Linked DNA regions of Mus musculus: regions 1, 2, 3 and 4 are each linked to region 5. The links are chromatin contacts, called in public Hi-C and promoter capture Hi-C maps. All regions are on one chromosome and are shown on one strand. Each heading gives the region's core, a stretch centred on a gene start, on an enhancer-like site or on the middle of the called end of the contact. The rest is flanking DNA. Distances are from core to core; before and after follow the strand shown. Region 1 overlaps Fbxl7 (F-box and leucine-rich repeat protein 7). Region 2 has its middle 27 kb from the start of Gm23903. Region 3 overlaps Fbxl7 (F-box and leucine-rich repeat protein 7). Region 4 overlaps Fbxl7 (F-box and leucine-rich repeat protein 7). Region 5 holds the start of Fbxl7 (F-box and leucine-rich repeat protein 7).

Region 1 (2,700 bases), core at 154-2,653, 160 kb after region 5:
CTTTGCTTACTTATTTTTGCATGTATGTATTTGTGTGGCATGCACCTGCATGTATGCATACTTGTGTGCATTTGTAAATTGTCCTTTTTGTTTACTGACTCAGGGTCTCTCACCTGAGAGCTCCCATTCTGGTCTGTCAGAGCATAACCTTGTTCTGGGCCTCTTGTGTTTATACATCTTAAGTCCTCAGATGGCCTGCAGCTGATATGATCACCAGGTGTTGACTTGGGTGCTAGGGATCTGATCTTGGTTTTTCACATTTGCACAGTAAGCCCTCGATCCACTGAGCCATCTTCTCAACTCTGACCTTGCCATAAAAGGAATGATATGTCAGTATTCAGTATCATCATAGAAGCGATGTACTGCTTTAACATTATGTTTTCATGACTTACCAATGTCTTCTTTTTATAACACATTGATCTAAATGCTTATGTGCAGCTGCAAAAGTACAATCCTCTTCATCAGTAAGTAACTGATGACCCAAAACATATCTCTGAGAGCTCTGAAAGGGTACTGGGTCGGAGGAGAGCTACTGTTGCATGCTTTACCATGGTTAAAGCTCAGTTGGTAGACATTATCTCCTATTCCATGCTTTTAGACACTGGAGAAACATGTTTCTGTCCGAGGTTCCCTACGTGTTGAAAACACGTGTGAGCATAGAGGCTCACTTGGTTTCATTATGTGCATCTAGAGCTTCAGACACTGTTTAGTCATAACAAATAGACTGTAACGCTTATTATTGCTCCTGTAGTGCTTCCAAAAGCCAAGAAGCAGTGCTACTTAATTTATGATGGAGAGGAGGGCAAAAGGGGTGTTGCATATTCATGTAATGTTTGCTTCAAGTGCACAATTACTCAGTTACCCTAGTGGTGCAGGGGTGACTGGGCATAGTCTCTGGCAACCTGAAACTCAACTTTTCTTGTTTTTGAAACCCTCTACTCACTGAATCATTTACTGTTGTTTTTAACGAATCAGCTTAGTGTCTGCAGGATGCCATGATGTGACTGTACCGAGGCACTTCTAGGTTCTGTGACCTTGTTTTTGGAATGTCATGTAGGAGAGAGGCTGGGCTTTGTCAGCATAGAGCAGCAACCAAGGTCACCTTCAGGGAACTTCTCCACTCTGTGGAGGTCTGACTTGTGTTTCCTGTAGACAAGTCTCAAAAAGGATTGCTGAATGAGGCCTCCCAGTATACTCTAGTTGACTCAGCTCTTATCAGTTGTGCTTTAAAATGTAAACCATGTTTGAGGGCAGATTATAGCGAAGGGGGGAAGTCTTAGTGTGTAAGTGGGGTCAGGGGTGGGTGTTTGTTTCACATCTGAAATCCTCTTTAGAGGATATCTGAAAAGGCTGCCATATTGTCACACAGCCCCTTGGGGTACACCTGTTCCCGAGAAGGGGAGCAGATGGTAAGTGTAGGAGATTGAGGCTGGGCCTGATGACTCATCTCCTCTGTCCTCCAAATTTTACCATAAACTGTTCAGCAAACAATTTTTCTGAAATGCTCTAATTTACTGAATTTTTTTCCACTTCAAAGATCAGAAGTTATAATCTTTTTTTTTTCCTATCAACTTTCAAATATATTTGTCTCCCTTTAACCTTCTTAAGCTCTAGTCTTTGTATATGGAAAGGGAGAAATGGTAATGTCTGCCAAAGGCTCTTAGACAATGAAACTTCAGATTATAAAAGCCTGTTAAGTTTCGAGTGCGATTATTGTTTAGATAATGTTCAACATATTGTGAGATATAATGGCAAACATGCCCTGGCAGCCCACACCACCTGCCCACCCATTCACCACTTCTGTCAATCATGTGCTCACATCCAGCTTTCTTTTGCAGCGTCCTCATAAACCATTTTGCAAAATTATAGTGGTACATGCACAAATAAACCTAGGTGCCTGCTCTTAAGAAACATAGGAGCTGAGAAAAGCTGGAGAAACTTAACCTGATACACTGCGTTAGTATATTTCCTATTAGTGTAACAGAATGCCAAGAGATGGAGCGGTTGATAAAGAGAAGATTCTTCAGCTCAGTTCTGAGCATGGCATCGGCAAGAGATTAGTCTAGATCTTCTCACATATCATGGAGAGGCAGAGAGCTTCGTCTGGGAGAGGACACGCTTACATAATAAGCTAGAGTCAAGGGAAGATCCGAGGAGTGCTCCTTGCTATCTACCCTCTGCAGAAAACTAACCTGGATCTCGTAGGAGAAGGCCCTCAGTGCTACACCACTAACTAGGTAGATGTCCTTAAAGAGCCCCCAGCTAAGTGACATCACTGCCAACACAGAACATTGGAGAACATGTTCAAATAGTAGCAATCGAGAATGCTCCCTAGCTTTAGCCCCTTCCCAGGTCTCACATTCTGCCACGTGTTAGGTTCACAGCAATCCAATAGTGCCTGCATTTAAAACTGACTGTGCGAGCATACTTACTTCCTTTTGCTTTCAATGTGCTGCCTGGAACGTCACAGGAGCAGCCTGAGCAAATGCCTCTACCAGATTAGCCTGGAAGTAAGCCTGTAGTAAATTTTCTTGATCAGTGATTGATATTGGAGGGACCACCCTATAGGCAGTGGTACCACCCTGGACAGATAGTCATAGATGGTATAAGAAAGGAGGCCGATCCTGTGGCTGCTCTTCTGGAGCCAGATGAGGTGCTCAAGGAGTCTGTCCTGCCTTTCTTGATGTTGGACATGGAGGA
Region 2 (2,700 bases), core at 85-2,584, 190 kb before region 5:
CAGAATATTAAGCTCTCCAAACAATAAAATAAACTGACAGTCAAGTGCTTCCACAGAGTTTGGACCTGTTAAATAATTTTCATGTTTGTTGATTTCATTCATAATGGAACACAAGTGTTCACAGCCCCTTGCACACTTACCAATAGTCTGGGAATGTGGTATCATATGGAAATGAGCATTAGTACTCAGAACAACTGTGCCAGTGGGCGTGGATTGCCCCTCTGTTTACCTTAATGAAAATCTTATTCACAGCCAGATTTTTTTCCTTCCTATTTTTGGGATTTGGCCTGAGGGATTTTGCAAATGTACACTGTGGACTGATTCCTGGCACCTGCATACTAGTACTAGAGAGATGAGCATCTTGTACAATTTAGGCAAGAAGAGTGAGATTTTACAGCTCCCCAGCATTAGTTAACAATGTGCAATGAGCTTTGTCTTGAGTACAATGAGCTGGTCTCACCTCGAGCTACTCCGTTTACCAACATTTTCCTAGGGTGAAAAAATTTTGAGTCACACAAAGATATTTAAATATATGAGTAGGTTTCCCAAGAGAGTAAATACCTGCTCTTGGGTAAAGTGGCACATGTGGATGAGGGAAGAGACTGATTTGTGCATCTTCCTAGTGCCATGAGGGAGTGGCCTGAGTGGAAGCAGCAGGGGTCTTCAGGCTGTCAAGTCTGATGCCAAGTTTTACTTAAAAGCTGATAGCTGTGTGACCAAGCACACCTCAGGAATTAGGTGTTGAGGGTCCTCGGACATGAGGTGGGGATAAGAATTTCTGCTTTCCTCCTTCATGTGGCTGTGTGGAATCATAAATAGACAACATGCCTCTACATGCTGCTGATGTGTTATGCCAGTGTGTTCTTATGGTTAATTTAGGATCATTAGCGAAGTGTCGTGAAACAAACTTGAAAAAGCACAAATGTGCACATGTTTAATTTCTTGAGATAGAGAGAGTGTAGCAAAGCTATAGGATCAGGAAAGTTCTCACTCTGCACCCCCCACACAGGGGATCATCCTCCTTGACACTTTCCAGCCCCTATGGGGATTCTAACCTCCTGCCAAAGCACAGGTTTGGGTCTGGATAACTCAGCTCTTTTAGATTGAAAAAATAGATATCTTTTTTTTTTTTCCAGAGAAACTTTCAAAGGGGGAAACAAGCATCCCTGACACAGACAGAAGTCACATGATAGAGATCATACAGTTTCTCCTGAGCTGGATTTAATTAGAAGTTGCTGGAAGTATTTGGCATGCAGGCAGCTGCTGTCAGGTCTGCACAGCATTTCCCAGGCCCGGAACAGCTGTATGTAGTTTTCTTTCTCTTTCCAAGTAGACCTAAGTAGAAACCTGTTCTGTTCTGGCATGACTCTGCAGTCATTCTCGAGAACTAATCAGATCAGCTTAAGGAATACATGAGAAAGATCCGAGTGTTTTATATCTAAATAATCCTTTACCCTTATTTTGGTGACGCTGTCTCAGTGTGCGTTCCCTACGGGCCTGTGAAAAGTTTTGAGGGAGAAAAACTTCAAGGGATGGGGAGATGGTTGAGGCCCTAAAGTATCAACTACACAAGGCAAAATGGAACTGAATTTCAGTCCCTAGTAGCTTAGTCAAATGTTGGACATGGTTGTATGCCTCTGTAATCTGAGACTTGGGGAGATAGAGGCAGAAGCTTCACCGGAGTTTACTGGTAAGCTGGGCTTGCCAGGTAGATAAGCCTCTGGCTCAGAGAGAGAGAGGCAACGTTTAAAAGATGAGGGTGGACAGTGATAGAGCAAGATACCTGGAATTGACCTTTGGTCTCCTCTTGCATGGTACACACATGCAAGCAAATCACTGTCCCCATGTGCACACACATGAGCATGTGGGAATGCAATCATCATACGCACATACCTACACACAATTAAAACCAGGTAACTACATACTTCAACATACCCCGGAAGTGGTTGAAGAGGGTCACGCAACTTTCAGGGGTAAACCTCAAAACCCCTCAAACTCACGTGAGCTGGTGCATTCTTTAGTCTAGGTGGTTGGAGAGTGATATTAAATATCACACAGGAGGAAGGGTGTGGGCAGCTTCTGCTATCCAGGTGGATGGGTTCCATAGAACCTTGGTCAGAGGCAAATTCCAGGGAAAATAGCCTTTTTTTGGGTTCTCGGTGAAACACCTTTCCTTTACTAGGGGTAATACGGGGCTATATAAATCTTGGGGAGAGGGTAGGGGTTTGGGGGTGAGTGTGCAATATTGGATGAGGCTGAGGTGATGGAAATGCTTCATTTGCAGGAAGAGGAATTCTAGGTGCTGGCTGGACAAGTCCTTCTAGGGAGAGAGGAAGTTAAGCCTGTAATTTGGCCACCAGGCTACATTGCTACCTTAATGGTGGCAGAGGTGGGGGTCACACAGTCAAAGTGAGCTAGGATATGCAGACCCAGAGCAAGAAAGCAGACAGTTCGACTCCTGTCCATCCCAGGATGAAATTTTGGGGATTTGGCTATGTCTTAACCTTCCTCTTGCTCCTGACTGCCTCCCCATGTTGGCAGATTTCCACCCCCACAGAAGGGGTTCTGCAGTTCGCACTTACTGAAAAGTCAGATGCCCGGTGACATGGCGGTTCTTGCCTGAGATCTCCATCAGGCAAACCAATGGGTCCCCATGGTTGCCAGAAGGGAATGGATATCTCTGAACATTGTGTAGTCACT
Region 3 (2,700 bases), core at 5-2,504, 220 kb after region 5:
CTGGGCTAGATATTCTTTAGTTATAGGAGGGAAACTAGTAATGTATTAAGGATCTTGTCTTCGTGGTACTCATATACTAAGGACGCAATCAACTCAACAATATTATAATTGTATTAAACTGTTAGTCCCCAGAGTAGATAGGGTGATTAAGGAAGTGAGGCACTGGGGATGGTGACAGGTTCTCACAAAGGTTCTCCGGGAAGCTGGGAATAACCACAAAATCCAGGAACTATGCATTTCCAGTAGTACCAAGAAAGGAGGAATATGGTTTTAAAAAAAAAGTATTTGAGGCCGGAGTATGCTCAAACTGTTTTCCAAACAGGTTGTGGATGCTGTATTTGCTACGGAGTGAGCTGACAGAAATGTGGTCTCATGCAAAGACATAAGACAGAAATGACAGAGTTTGTAAAGTCTCAGAACATATCCCTCTGGTATCGTGTGGGGGTGGGGGAAAGAGGGGGAACCCTAGTTTCATCCCTGTGAAAGAAAATGAAGAGGGGAGTAGGAAATCACAGGTACAGTCTGTAGTACATAGATGCAATATGGATTTCAAGTAGATGGGCCCTTACATGGTGATATGCAGACAACGTTCCTCTGAGCACAGGCTCCCATTGATCAAATGCCAAGGCAATTGTTCTGTGATCCCACCAACCCCCAGGCTGCCAAGAGGACCCAGCTTTGTCAGTTCCAACCTTTACTTATGATTTATACTAAGGTGATTTGGGGACAAGCCTGAAACCATGAGCCCAGCAGAGAACAGTGGGATTGTGAAGATCAGTGTGAGGCCAGGCTTTTATGATGTTTCTACCTGAACCTAAAGGCAGGCAGAAGCCAAGTGGGTTGACTGGTAGATAAGAGCCTGCACTGGCGCAATTAAGCAATAAAAGCCATGAACAGATTGGCTGTTACTGTTTTCATTTTGTCCTTTATGATTGATAATGGATATTTTCTCAGCTGATACTTTATCAAAATATGGGTAACAGCCTGTGTTGTCTGTGACCTCCCAGTAGAGACTGTTCAGGCAAAGGAAATGGAGAGGCTCTAGTCAGCTGCGATGTAACTAAGGATGCAACACCAGATCAATTGATGTCTAGCCAAAAGTAAACAGTGTTATCTAGAGTTTTCATCTGTTACTTACTCTTCCATCCATAAATATTGTCCTACAGTTTTGTTTATCCATGTGCTTGTGTCTGCTTCTCACCCCATCTCCTCACCTCTTTCTGTTTCGCCAACTGGGGCAGCTGAACTTGGCCTCTTGCCCGGCTCATTGTAAGGAATTAAGCTGGCCTGTTCTAGTATTTGGCTGGTAATTCTTTTCATTAACCCTAAATGTTTAAACATCTTCTGGCTCCATCCCAATCTCAGTCTGGCAATGTTACCTCTTCCCGTGGTACTCAATCAGGAGTAATTTTGTACTCCAGGGAGTTTTTGGAAAAGCCTGGAGACCTTTAGCTTGGCATGCTGTAAGTTGAAATGAGCAGGGTTGCATAGCATTATACTTCGAGTAGGAGAGCCCTGGTAACAATGAACCACATGACCCCAGGTTCCTGAATTGACAGAGGTAAAGAACTGTGACCTATATTCCACAATTAATTCATGTAGATGTTTGATCCTACAGATGAGTTATAGATGGTTTCTGATGGGAAATATATTAGTATAATCTAGCAAAAGAAATGTAAACATGACAAGGAAGGGGACCAGGAAAAGAAAGAGGAAACAAATAGAGGAAGAAAGAGGAAAGAGAAGAGGGAAGAGAAGAGAAGAGAAGAGAAGAGAAGAGAAGAGAAGAGAAGAGAAGAGAAGAGAAGAGAAGGGAAAAGGGAAAAGGGAAAAGGGGGAAAAGGGGGAAAAGGGGGAAAAGGGGGAAAAAGAGGGAAAAAAAGAGGGAAAAAAAGAGGGAAAAAAAGAGGGAAAAAAGAGGGAAAAAAGAGGGAAAAAAAGAGGGAAAAAAAGAGGGAAAAGAGGGAAAAGAGGGAAAAGAGGGAAAAGAGGGAAAAGAGGGAAAAGAGGGAAAAGAGGGAAAAGAGGGAAAAGAGGGAAAAGGGGAAGGGGAAGGGAAAGGGAAAGGGAAAGGGAAAGGGAAAGGGAAAGGGAAAGGGAAAGGGAAGTTAAAGAATGAGCCTATACCCAGAACGTGTGTTATCCATTACTATGAAGAGTGGTGTGAGGTGCTCTTTAAAATTTTATAGCTACCAACTGAGCTTGTGGGCAATGGTGTTAAGAACTTTGGACCAAACCTGTTCAAGGTGCTCATCTCCAGTTATTCTAGTGTTGTTGATTCATGAAAACCTCATAATGAAGACAGCTGAATAGACATTCATACTAGTTATAGAATTATTTTGAAAGAATGTGTCCCTCCTAGGTCTGAATTCCTAATTATTTTTTGAATACAAAGTGGTGAGCCATGAAATCATATACAGACATGGAAGAATTACTGACTCAGGGGGTTATTTATGTGTTTGTATGTATGTGTGTGTGTGTAAAAATTTTAATCAACGAAAAAGATGCTATTAGTTTGCTAGGGTATGAGGGGCAAACATGGGAGTGGTTGGAGGGAATAAAGGGAATGGAAAAGTTAGATAGATAGATAGATAGATAGATAGATAGATAGATAGATAGATAGATATCACATACATTATATTTTAGATGAGAATTCTATTGGCTTTATTTACTGAATAGAAATATTTAAGAGCCGACCAT
Region 4 (2,700 bases), core at 7-2,506, 240 kb after region 5:
TATACCACAGACATGTTGAGTCAGGCCAACCTTTTACAGATTGAAAAGCACAGAATAGGAATTCTCTTTTCATACATTTTAAAAGTTAACACCACCACACACACACACGCACGTACACACACACACACACACACACACACACACACACACACACACACGACTTTTGCTTACTCAGTAATACTGGGAGAGAGAGAGAATAAGTGTCATAAGTTGAATGGAACCCATTTTACAATTCATGATGTTTTGCTTATACTTTGATGGCATTTGTGTAATTGAGACATGTACATTCTAGAATGTTCAATCATGGAAATTACTTTCTATATCTACCTGCCCTCCCCCTACATACTCAGTAGAAAGTTACCTAGGAATGTGATAGCTCATGACCTTCTTCTCAACCCCAACTCTGGCGCCATCAAGTACAAACTACATCTTTATTTACTTGACATTTAGTTCGATATTCTCCACACCTCAGATTCCTTCCAGATTTAACACTCACCAGGAATGATAATGAATGGGAATCAGAAACTGATTTTGTGAGCTTGATATTGATTTTCATGGGATTTACAGGAAAAACTTGCAAGTTTCACAGAACTAGTGCCCTTTTGATTTGTTTCAGCTAATTCAGAATTTCAGCATGGCGTAAGACTTACCTAGTAAGTTAAGTCAATACAGTCCCCTGCCAATTCTACTGTCAGATGTATTCTCCAACTCCACCACCATTGCGGTCTTTGCTGGGACATACCAGACATTCAAGTGCTTATCCAAGTTTTCACTTGAATTTACTGAGATTTTAAAATCTAAGGCATGAAGAACAGCCAATCTTTCTTTTTTTTTTCTTTTTTCTTTTTCTTTTTTTTTTTTTGGTCAGGATTAAAGACAGAAAACTGCACCATGTCATGGGTTCTTCCACGCCAAATGGAAGCCCTTCGTAACAGGGTTCCCCAGGTGACAAGAATAAGGATGAACTTGTTCAAAAAGTAAGCACATCCGAGTCCGTAGATTCTGTTAGTGATCATTATGAAAATTAGTGAGCAATAGATGCTACTCTGTATGTGGATGAATATAATAAGCATGAGACTGCAAGTCACACTTGTGGAATAGCCAAGATATGTACAATAGTTTTGTTGTTATCCCCCACCCCTGCCCCAAATCCCATTCTGCTCAGGGAACACCTCCATTTTAAAGCTGGTTAATACAGAAGATGATGGATTTAGACCCATGTTCCCATGGAAACAACCAATTATAAATGCAATCTGAAGAGATGGAATGCAGCTGCCAAAACTCGCAGGGAAAAACTGATCCGGGTTGGCAACCTTCTAGAAACCTCTGCTAACGGCTTTTGCCAGTTTTCCTTAGCCCTGGCCGGCAAGCTTCTCTCCGAGCAAACATCTTGCACCCATTTACTAAGTGCTGCATCTGCAATACATTCGAAAGGGTAATTGTGTCTGGATCGCAGCATATATGATGTCGAGGCAAGAAAAAAATTCTCACATTTTTTTGGGTAATTTCTCTCAGATGTTTCTTGTAACTTCATGGCATCAGCATCAGCACAGGAGAGAGAAAGAAATCTCTCATAATCTATCTTTATATTCATAAGACTCGCTTTAAATATTCCTGTGTTCACATGTATAACAATGCATTTTGTTTAAATCATCATAAAACTGGAAGAAAATGCATGAACTACCAATCAATAGTTCTAGTATTTAACCCATGTACCACTCCATAGCTCTGCATATCTGCATTGCTCATGCCTTACTAATCTGCATATTCTTGTGTTTTATTTTCAGGGAAAAGCAGTATGACAATATAGCAATTTACAAAATAGATGAATTAAAATAGAAGATCATTTTTTCCATAAATCTGAGCCTGTAGAGCTTTCTTAAAATTTTATTACCAAAAGAAATCAGCATAGATGCAGCTTGGCATGTGGATGAATGTGCTTGCCCACCCCTCCTCTTACTTGCATCAGAAGAAGACATCGCTCCTTTGTATATCAAAAAAAAAAAAAAAAAAAAAAAAAAAAAAAAAAAAAAAAAAAAAAAAAAAAACCGAGGAAGGCAAATGTCAAAGGAAACAGATCAGAAGTCCCCTTTTACAGTTACTCGTGCAACTCGGGACAAATCCTCTCCTTATCCCTTGAGATGCTGGAGCATTTTTATACCATGCTCTTCTTCTAGCTTAAAATTAAATGCACCTGGATATCAACTCATATTATAGTGAATAATAAGGCTTTGGAATCTTAACTTTAAAATTTGCTTATGCTTAGAAATCTCCGATTTAAAATATGCGAATAGCATGTCCTCTCGCATCTACCTGTGCCTCTTGGAGGCTAAAGAATGTAACGGGTAATGCTGAAAAGCATATTTAATTAGCATGAAATGATAAACAGCTGCTGTGTTCAACTCTTGGTATAAGACTTTGAGACTGACACAATTACTGTACACATGGTACAGTTTTGAAAAGTGAAAGAAAAGTTGAATTAAAATGTAAACGTATGATACGTAGAACTTCTGAGTCCTAGGAGACATGCAGGGATTTTCCTTTTAAGGAAACTGGCCATATATAGTTTGAAAACCCCTACTACATTTTTTTTTTAAGTAAATTCCAATTCCAAGGTTGGAATGGTACTCATTTGTTCAAGGGGATTACAGTTAATCTAGGACAATGCTAATTTATCTTCTATTTGGCAAGGTTGGAAGA
Region 5 (2,700 bases), core at 54-2,553:
GTGCAGGAAGACAGCCCTGCTGTCTACTCATTTTTAGATTGATTTTGTGTTTTCTAGCAGAATCTTGTAGGGAGCCCATCATAAATTAATTTTAATTTTAATGTTTTTAATTTTATCTCATTAGACAAGTGTTTAGGAATTACACATTACTGTTTAGATATTTTAAAAGACATTAAAACATTCTTTTATGGCTTTGGAGTAGAAGACAAAAAAGGTTCCCAACACAATAATTATTCTGTTCTATCTTTGAACGTTTACACGTTTACTTAAGAATATGGTATCTGCATGGTTAAGGATAGATTTTAAACTTTGAAACATAATGTTTTATCTTTAATGAAGAGCATTGTAGGAACTCATCTAAGGAGAATTTACAAGAAGTCAAATCATCTCATAAGAAGCCATTGTTTACTAACTCCTGGGTTTCTATTCAAGAATTATGTATATATAAAGATAAACATATCACTAAGCTTTAATTTAATTTACAACATCTGTAAGGAGAAACTGCTGCGTGTTCGTTTCACCACCAAAAAAATCTGCGTGAACAACGTTCTGATCTTCAGTGAGACTTTCTAGGCACTTACATAGAAATGGAGTAGGACATTAAGATTCTCTATCTTTTTTTTTTCCCTATTTAATGGAAGGAACACCAAAGGGCGATTTAAAGGAGGAGGGGGCTTTGCAAACGCCACGTAAATCTCCAAACGAAGTAGTAAGTTACTAAATAAAAGATGGCATCAACTACAAGAAGAAAAATAAATAAATAAATGAGGAGGGAAAAAAAAGTCGTGTCTCGGAAGCTTTCAAAACTTCAGAGCCAGGAAACCTCCTTCTCAGGGCGGGGAATGTCTTTGCTCTCCAGAGACCACTCCCTTGCTAAGTTCCTCTCAAGTTTTCCTTACCCCTCCTCCATTCCTCGCGTTAGCCCCGAAACCCAAGGAGCCGCTGGAGATTGCCAGCACAGGTACCAGAAATGTGCCAGAACCGGACACTGACTGCATGTTTCTAGTAAACGTCACAAATGGGCCATTTTTTTTGTAGACAACTCCAGGGGAATTCGAAGAACGTCTTGAAGCCCACAGTCCACAGAAAACACAGCGCGCAGCACGGTCCTTCACGCCGGAGGGTTCGCGAGTGGCACGGAGAGCCAGAGCCCTGGCGGGGACCAGGAGCCGGAGCCCGGAAAAGGCGTGCTGCCCCTTTAAAAGGCCGCGCATCTCCGGGCCGGCCTTCCTCCCGGGGGCTCCAGCTGTGATTGACGCTGGGCGGCGAGAGGAGGCGCCTGGCGCTAACAAAAGTCCGGCCCGCAGGCGAGCAGCGCCGGGCCACAAGTCTCTGCTCACTCGGGGCACCGCAACAAGTGGCCGCCGCGCCCTCCCCGGGGAAGCCGCGGACGCACGGGGGCGCAGGGCGGAGGCGGAGGCCGAGGAGCCGGACAGCCTGGGGCAGGCGCGGCTCGGCTCGCACGGCTGGGGACCGCGGAGGCGCATGGGGACCCCACGGCGGTGGAGCGGCGAGTCTAGGGGCGGCACCCGGGCGCGGGCTGTGCTTCGCGCTGCTCCCACTCGCCCGGAGCGCGGAATCTGAGAGCTCCGGTGGTTGCTCTGGAGCTGGCTCGCCACCCTCGGGGGTGCCAGGAGCGGACCTAGTCCCACCCCTCCGGTCGCAGAGCACTGCGGACCCCCAAGCCCAAATCGGCCCTTGGAAGGGGCATGTGCAGCTAAGGGTCCGGTCCTGCCCGCTTTCCTCTGCCCCGCCGCCTGGGAGGTGCGCCCCAGCTATGCAGTGTCCAGGGAGGAGGCGGGCATGACGGCGACAGGATGGGCGCGAACAATGGCAAACAGTACGGCAGTGAGGGTGAGTGGGCCGAACGTACCCCCTCCCCCGACTCCCGGATCGCGCCCCCTCCCTTTCCTCTCGCACACAGCTCAGGCGCACCCTACTTTGGTGACGTCGGGGTAGCCGGCTTCCCTTTGGGCTCTGCTTGATCCAGTCTCTGGTACCTGGACGTGCCTTTCCACCACTGGGGTCTCTTAAGCAATTTTCCAGGTTGTCTTTAGGACTGCTCAAGTTGCATTTCTGCTGTGTTTCTGAACACGTGTGCCCCAGCTTTTCCTTCTCTGCGCACCTTGGTCTAGGTGATGGTTTGGCAGAGAATTGAAGCAGTCAAAACTTTCCCAGGCCTTTTTGTGCTTTAGTCCTCTGGACTTCCTCCTATCAGGAAAAAAACTTCGGGAAGAAGTTAAGCTTCCATTCTTTGCTAACTGCCCTGGTCTGACAGGTCTGTGAAACTAACCACCTATGGGTCCCGCGAGGCATGGAGTGGCTGGGAGCTTTGTCTGGGCTCTCTCGAGGCTCAAGACAGGCAGAGCACCATCTGTTACTCGGGGCTGGAAATTGCACAGAAATATTGCCTGTCAAGTGAGTACTTGGAAGTTGGGGGAAACTTTAAACTCCGCCTACTCCTAAAGGGATGATGGATGTGTGGGTTGCCTCCTCAGTCCCGCCTTCCCCGCTTTGCATAATACCAGTAGTGTTTTAACCCCTGTGATTAACAGCATGTCCCTGATATGCACAAAGCAAAGACATTTTCTACAGTTCAAGAGTTAAGGTCTGTATCGAGTGAACCTGGTTGAAAGGAGTGAGGAGACTGGGTTGGCTTTCCTGCCTTTCCCCAGAGCACAGGCGGTTACAAAGGAGGGA

Evidence for each region. Promoter capture Hi-C pulls out the DNA fragments that hold promoters and counts their contacts. A called contact is a pair of places that touch in the nucleus more often than the background predicts.
Region 1: a promoter capture Hi-C map of hippocampal neurons shows a contact between it and region 5, with 2.3 times the contacts expected there. The contact joins the enhancer-like site here to the promoter of Fbxl7 in region 5. A contact is called at or near these places in 3 of 39 promoter capture datasets (hippocampal neurons, liver and maxillary cranial neural crest), 4 of 484 Hi-C or Micro-C datasets (the N1E-115 cell line, granulosa cells, nephron progenitors and 1 more) and 1 of 9 other capture datasets (adipose tissue).
Region 2: a promoter capture Hi-C map of cranial neural crest shows a contact between it and region 5. The contact joins the enhancer-like site here to the promoter of Fbxl7 in region 5. A contact is called at or near these places in 6 of 39 promoter capture datasets (cranial neural crest, liver, maxillary cranial neural crest and 2 more) and 1 of 115 datasets of contacts at active chromatin or transcription factors (stem cell-derived neural progenitor cells).
Region 3: a contact with region 5 is called in a Hi-C map of the N1E-115 cell line, with 7 times the contacts expected there. The contact joins the enhancer-like site here to the promoter of Fbxl7 in region 5. A contact is called at or near these places in 4 of 39 promoter capture datasets (cranial neural crest, frontonasal cranial neural crest, liver and 1 more), 3 of 484 Hi-C or Micro-C datasets (the N1E-115 cell line, embryonic stem cells and nephron progenitors) and 3 of 115 datasets of contacts at active chromatin or transcription factors (cardiomyocytes, craniofacial prominence and embryonic stem cells).
Region 4: a promoter capture Hi-C map of second pharyngeal arch cranial neural crest shows a contact between it and region 5. The contact joins the enhancer-like site here to the promoter of Fbxl7 in region 5. A contact is called at or near these places in 15 of 39 promoter capture datasets (the SN4741 cell line, cancer-associated fibroblasts, cranial neural crest and 9 more), 9 of 484 Hi-C or Micro-C datasets (Sertoli cells, cortical neurons, embryonic fibroblasts and 3 more), 9 of 115 datasets of contacts at active chromatin or transcription factors (cardiomyocytes, craniofacial prominence, embryonic basal ganglia and 6 more) and 3 of 9 other capture datasets (adipose tissue, liver and pancreatic islet).

The regions. Positions count from the first base shown.
Region 1 is chr15:26,729,639-26,732,338 of GRCm38.p6, reverse strand. All of the region lies in intron 2 of Fbxl7 (F-box and leucine-rich repeat protein 7), which reads left to right. It also overlaps the pseudogene Gm6330. Among named protein-coding and RNA genes, the nearest start is that of Gm52205, 66 kb to the right of the region's middle. Within about 2 kb of position 1,403, at least 14 of the 459 cell types and tissues checked have an H3K27ac peak or open chromatin away from gene starts, as enhancers often do. A contact at or near this core is called in granulosa cells and hippocampal neurons, where this site is marked.
Region 2 is chr15:27,087,960-27,090,659 of GRCm38.p6, reverse strand. No RefSeq gene overlaps it. Among named protein-coding and RNA genes, the nearest start is that of Gm23903, 27 kb to the right of the region's middle. Within about 2 kb of position 1,334, at least 6 of the 459 cell types and tissues checked have an H3K27ac peak or open chromatin away from gene starts, as enhancers often do. A contact at or near this core is called in second pharyngeal arch cranial neural crest, where this site is marked.
Region 3 is chr15:26,672,010-26,674,709 of GRCm38.p6, reverse strand. All of the region lies in intron 2 of Fbxl7 (F-box and leucine-rich repeat protein 7), which reads left to right. Gm52205 (a long non-coding RNA gene) reads right to left here. Exons shown (of 3, transcript XR_003951617.1): 3 at 2,361-2,700. Among named protein-coding and RNA genes, the nearest start is that of Gm52205, 8.2 kb to the right of the region's middle. Within about 2 kb of position 1,254, at least 9 of the 459 cell types and tissues checked have an H3K27ac peak or open chromatin away from gene starts, as enhancers often do. A contact at or near this core is called in the N1E-115 cell line, where this site is marked.
Region 4 is chr15:26,653,802-26,656,501 of GRCm38.p6, reverse strand. All of the region lies in intron 2 of Fbxl7 (F-box and leucine-rich repeat protein 7), which reads left to right. Among named protein-coding and RNA genes, the nearest start is that of Gm52205, 10 kb to the left of the region's middle. Within about 2 kb of position 1,256, at least 10 of the 459 cell types and tissues checked have an H3K27ac peak or open chromatin away from gene starts, as enhancers often do. A contact at or near this core is called in craniofacial prominence, hippocampal neurons and second pharyngeal arch cranial neural crest, where this site is marked.
Region 5 is chr15:26,894,167-26,896,866 of GRCm38.p6, reverse strand. It overlaps Fbxl7 (F-box and leucine-rich repeat protein 7), which reads left to right and starts at 1,303. Exons shown (of 4, transcript NM_176959.3): 1 at 1,303-1,854. The coding sequence starts at 1,818.